Regions from separate parts of the Triticum aestivum genome. Here region 2 is linked to region 1. The links are chromatin contacts, called in public Hi-C maps. All regions are on one chromosome and are shown on one strand. The core of a region is the stretch at or near the end of the contact, and the rest is flanking DNA. Distances in the headings are between cores, read along the strand shown.

Evidence for each region. Hi-C and Micro-C count contacts between places; a contact is called where the count stands out from the background.
Region 2: a Hi-C map of leaf shows a contact between it and region 1, with 2.7 times the contacts expected there. The contact joins the promoter of LOC123122798 here to the promoter of LOC123122795 in region 1. A contact is called at or near these places in 1 of 5 Hi-C or Micro-C datasets (leaf) and 1 of 1 datasets of contacts at active chromatin or transcription factors (leaf).

The regions. Positions count from the first base shown.
Region 1 is chr5D:464,115,686-464,118,436 of IWGSC CS RefSeq v2.1, forward strand. It overlaps LOC123122795, which reads left to right and starts at 1,375. Exons shown (of 7, transcript XM_044543133.1): 1 at 1,375-1,576; 2 at 2,208-2,518; 3 at 2,605-2,724. The coding sequence starts at 2,276.
Region 2 is chr5D:464,347,025-464,349,775 of IWGSC CS RefSeq v2.1, forward strand. LOC123122798 (heat stress transcription factor A-2a) reads right to left here and starts at 1,324. Exons shown (of 3, transcript XM_044543141.1): 1 at 911-1,324.

The DNA of each region.
Region 1 (2,751 bases), core at 125-2,624:
CTACGTTATCTATAACGCCTTTGATGAACAGACGCTACTGCTATTCCTTTCTCCTTTTTCCTTTTTCATTTATTTTTCTTTACATTTTATTTTTTTCTTTCTCTTTTTTTATTTCTTTCATTTTCATTTACTTTTCTATTTGTTTTTCATTTATTTTTCTTTTCATTAGCAGTAGCGCGTTTCTCAGCAAACGCGCTGCTAAAATAAACTTAGTGGTAGCGCTCTTTCTAGAAGACCGCTACTACCATATGTAGCCTATCGGCTTAGTACTGAGAATTTTAGTAGTAGCGCTTTTAAAAGTAGACGCGCTACTGCTACGTTTGTGTCTGCAGCGCGTTTATCCTGCACGCGCTACTGCTATTTAGCAGTAGCGCCCTTTTTTAACAAGCGCTACTGCTAAAATTCTATGTATAAGGTTTTCCCTGATAGTGTTAGGAGTGGCCCCCTCCGCTCTAGGCGTTATACGGACTATTCATGTTTCTTTGTATTTTGCTTTTTTTATTGTTTGTTTGTGCAAGAGGACCTTGTTTGGCTATGTGCATCTAAGTTATGCAGAGACCGGGTGTAATGCTTAAATCTTTTAAGTAATAAAGCGTCCCTTTTGAAAAAAGGTCGTCTATAAGTGTCCTATATGGGGTTTGTAATTTAAGTTTTTACTCGGTTTTTCTCTAATTAACCGGACCACTCTCTTATCTTTTGCCTCATTTCAAATAAAAGCATTGCAAAAATAAAAACGCTAGTACAGAAAATATGATCCTGTATTGTTTGTGGTGTGCTCAATCTTTTATTTTAGATGTAAACAAAGATAAAGCAGCGAGCTAGTTTAGTTAATTGCAAGTTTATTTTTAAAGGTTACGGATCAAACACTAACGCAGATTGGTTAGATAAGTTTTCAAACTCTCTTGATCAGGGGCGGCACCTTTGGTTGATCCATCATGATCCCCTTTTATACCACTTTATGTGGACTACAATTAATAAAGTTTAGTTATACCCTAAAAGAACAAATGATAAGTGTTACATGTGTGGCACGAAGTAACACCGTCCTGACGTTTTTATTTATAACTAAAATTGTCATTAAAAAACCCCAAAAAAACTGAAACTTACCATCCAAACAGAAAGTTGCCATGCTAACTAAAGTTGCCATCTTCGGGCAACTAAATTTGATATCAAACAACGTCAGACTGAAATTGCTTCATGCCACACGCGTCGCACTTATCAACGTAAAGAAAATGTAAACGGAGGTTTTTTTGTTGTTGTGGAGAACATCCAAACGGATTTATTCGTGGACCAACAAATAGCATCTCCTGGGCTACGAACGGGCCACGACTAAAAACAGATTCATCGAGGGCGATGGGCTGCTCTCCGCGGGGTCCACGTCGCCGCTCGCCTCGCCAGTCGTTTTTTCTCGTGGCCCCTGAATTTTCCCCTCCCTTCTCCGCAGCATTTCCGTCGCCCTTCTTTTAACAAGCAAACCCTCCACGGTGTTTTTATTTTCACCTCCTCACCACACAATCCCCTTCTCCGTCTTCCTGCGGATTCTCTGCCAGCTTCCGGCCGCTCCCCGCCTCCTCCGGCGGTAATGGTTGCTCGCCTGCCACCCTTTAATTCTCTGTCACTTTAGTTAGTTCCGGTTTAACGGATTGATTATCTGTGTCTGTCCGATCCGGCATGTGGAGTATTTGGCTGTTTGGGGTTGGGATTTCTGGTCTCTGGAAGAATCTTCAGTTCCGTGTCCTTTCCAAGATTTTTACCAAGCTGGGTTGTCGGCGGTCCAGAAATGGCCGAATTTGTGCGTGGGCCATCTATGAGCTACTGATTTATACAACTTGATGCATGATGTCCATCTTGGTTATGCATATCCTAGTATAATACTCCCTCTGTAAACTTTAGTGATCTAAATGCTCTTATATTTCTTTACGGAGGGAGTACTAAGCAATCACTAGGTGTGGCGCAGTAATGTACAGTCGTCATCTGGTTTAGCACCACATCAACATGGCAATCCATATATTATGATGGAGCAGTATGTTAGAGTGTTGCGCTAGCTTGTAAAATTTCAACTTTAAATTCAGTATGTTGTTAGGAGGAATAGAGAGGATCATTCTGTTGTACGGCACTAGCAATTTTCTGTTGTAATTTCCTACCAAGATATAACGGATTTGGAGCCCTGAGGCCTTATCCGTGGCTGATCAAAGCATTCTCTGATGTAGACTGAAATTCCCTCCTGTTGCTGGAGAAATGCGTGAGCAGCTTGCCGCAGCTTGATGAGCGTCCAGCCATGCCGACGCTACATGGTCCTCTTCTGTTCGTGAATCCTGGAGCTTACCAAGAGCCGAAATCATTCCCGAAAAGCACCGCCAGTCCATTTAACAACTTGTTAGGCTGCAATACGGTTTGTAGTTCCGTCGAAGGCCATCATGTACAGAAGCCACACATTGTTTCTAGCTTCAGAGTTAACTTTACCAGAGTCAGCCATTATCTTCAGAGAAGCTTAAATGAGAGAACTACACGGCACTGGCTGGTACGGTATGCTTTTCCACTGACCTCCTATTTTTCTGAATACTCAATCACAATTTGTTTACGTTTGAACCATTGTGTTGGGCGCAGCATCGATTTCATGTTAATGCTTCATCGGACGAGGACTTTCGCTCGTCGCGTAATATAGCAACCAGCCTATTCAAGCAGTATAAGAATGTCATTGATCGAGGAGGCGGAGATAACATAAAAGTAATGTTTCTTGTTGAGATTCTTCAC
Region 2 (2,751 bases), core at 74-2,573, 230 kb after region 1:
CTAAAATGGCAGAGCTCCCCATTGACGCCCAGAAGCAGCTGCAAGAGGAGGGTTGGAGGAGGCCAAATGTAAAATCGGAGAGTACAAGAAGAGAGAAGCAACAAGGACGGAGAGAGAAGAAGCAGAGCAGACCAGACCAGACCGCAGACGGAGAAGAAGGGAGAGGAAAGTACAGTACTATCCCTCTAGGCTTCGTACTTGAGGCGCTTGAGCGAGCTCGTCAGAAGAGGCGCACGGTCACCGCCCATTTATACAGCCCGTACCAACCCCACCCGGGCTTCCAATTCCGAAAGATCGAGACGGTTCTGGAAGGATTGGAACCATCCGAGGGGCTTATCCTGTGACGTGGCGGGGGAGCGTTCTGGAAGGCCCGGAGGGGGGCGATGGTTCTGGAAGGGTCGAACAAGTAGCCGCTTATCTTATTGCAGGTTGCCGGCGTCGCTTTGCGCCAGCCGGGCGGGACCGGGCGGCCATTGACCGCCGCCTCCGCGCGGAAAGCGCGCCAAGTTGGCTGGCCGCGTGGCGAGCCCTCGTGATGCGATGCGTCTACAGTGGCCGTGGTCGACCGGGATATTTCCCCCCGGGGAGGTCGGCGGCCTCGCTGTCGACGCCCCGGGTGAGGAGGGCGTACGCACGCGCTTTCTTTTTCGCCTGCGAGGTCAGTTGTTTATGCGGCACGGTGAGCTTTTGCAGCGGGGAAAGCTTACGCGGCGTGCCTTGTCTGTTGCGGTTGCACGGGAGAGGACGAGGCATGGGGATTTTTCTATCGAGGTCGCCTGGAAGGGGGCTCTGGGCCAGCTCCGAGCCATCACAATCGGCCCAGAACTTCCTAGTACGAGAGAGCAGTGCCATTGTGATTCAGCCCGTTGTAGGAGGAGAGGATCCGGCCTGTACGGCCTTTTCCGTTTACCTGCGGACGCCACGAACGAGCGAGCGAGGTCTGGCGCGCTTGCCGCAAGACCGCGGCAGAGAGGCCACGAACTGGGCGGGCTCGCTAGGCCTTCTAGCGCGCGCGCGCGCCGGGCAGCGTTACGCTTGCTCTCGGGCTCGTCGTGCGCGCGGCGCGGCTGCCGTCTCCACCTCGGCGCTCCGGCCACCGGCGCCGGTGCGGGCCGAGGCGACCTACTGGCCACACCCTGGCCGCGTCTGGACGTGCGGCGCCACCGTGTGGGCTGCCAGCGTGCGCCCCGGTGCGCAATGCTCACCATCGGCACACCACGGCAACCGGCCTTCAACCCTCCGCTCACACTCGTGGTTGCGGACGGTGGGGAAAATGAACACACGGCTACCTCACACCCAGAAGCTCGACCTCGTCCCCCCACATTTCTCCTCTCGTCGCCATATATAGATAGAGGGACGGACAGCCGCTTAAACGGTGCGGTGGGCGCCGCGCGCTGGCCATTGGACACCTGTGTGGTGCAAATCGCTTGCAGCGGAGATATTTTCGCCGGAGTGGAAAAGGAAACCGAGCATTTCTCTCGACTTTTCTTTATCGAGAAGGCCCAAACGAAGGCCCATGACTTCACGAGAAACCGGCTCGTGACTTGAAAAAAACGACAATGTTAAAATCTGACGTCAGATTAAAATCAAACTTTTTATTATGGCAAATTGTAGTAAAGCGGCATGACAATTGTCATGACGTGATAATATAATTCTTAAAAATTTGACGTCAGATTTTAGAAAAATCCTAAAAAAACACCTTATGAGTTAAATGCACAATTGATACACTAAGGGTATCTCTAACAGATCCCCTAAAGCTCAAACTTGGAGTAAAAGTAATATTTAGGGCAGCAAACTAGCAGATCCCCTAAACCCAAAACTTTAGTAAATCTGAGTTTTTGACTCCCCTCACTCAAACTTGCCCTCATTCTCTCCAACAGATTGAACAAGTGTTACAATGTCAGTCTTCTGCCTTCCCATGCACCTACCTGGGATTACCCCTATCTGCACACAAGATTACCCACGGACTGCTAATTCCTGTTATTCACAAAGTAGACAAACGTTTGTCAGGTTGGTTGGCCTATCATGGGGGGACGGCTCACTTTGATTAATGCCGTTCTAGCGACGATACCCAGCTACTTCATGGGCTGCTTACTATGGCCAAAACAGTCTATACAACAGCTTGAGCAGATCATAAGGGGTTTCTTATGGCAAGGAAAGAACCAAGCAAAGGGAGGACAGTGTCTTGTGGCATGGGACTATGTGACTATGCCGCAATAGAACGGAGGATTGGGAGTACGGGATCTCGGAGCACACAACAGGGCAATGATATGCAAAGCAATGACGAAGATACTACAATCCAGCAACGTACCGTGCTACCAGTGGTTCGCGTCAACATATTGTCGTACAGAACTGCCACTTACAGTACATAATGCAGATACCGCCATATGGCGATGCTTCAAATCCTCTCCGGAGCTAGTTATTCAGTCAACCAGGTGTGAGCTCGGAGATGGCAAGACGGTGTCTTTCTGGTTTGACCATTGGATGGAAAATGGCCGACTTTCTCAGTCCTTTCCGACCCTTTTTACATTCTCCAAAGCCAGGTACTGCACTGTCGCTTCACAGTACGTCAACGGCCACTGGATGATACAATTACATCCCAATATGTCCTACATCGCGTCGCGGGAGCTGGACACACTGATTGATCTCCTGGTTAGCATCTCCCCAACCCCTAATACGCCGGACATTAGGAAGCCAGTGGCACTGGATAACAAGCTATCAACAGCCTATTTTTATAGGCTACTCACCTTC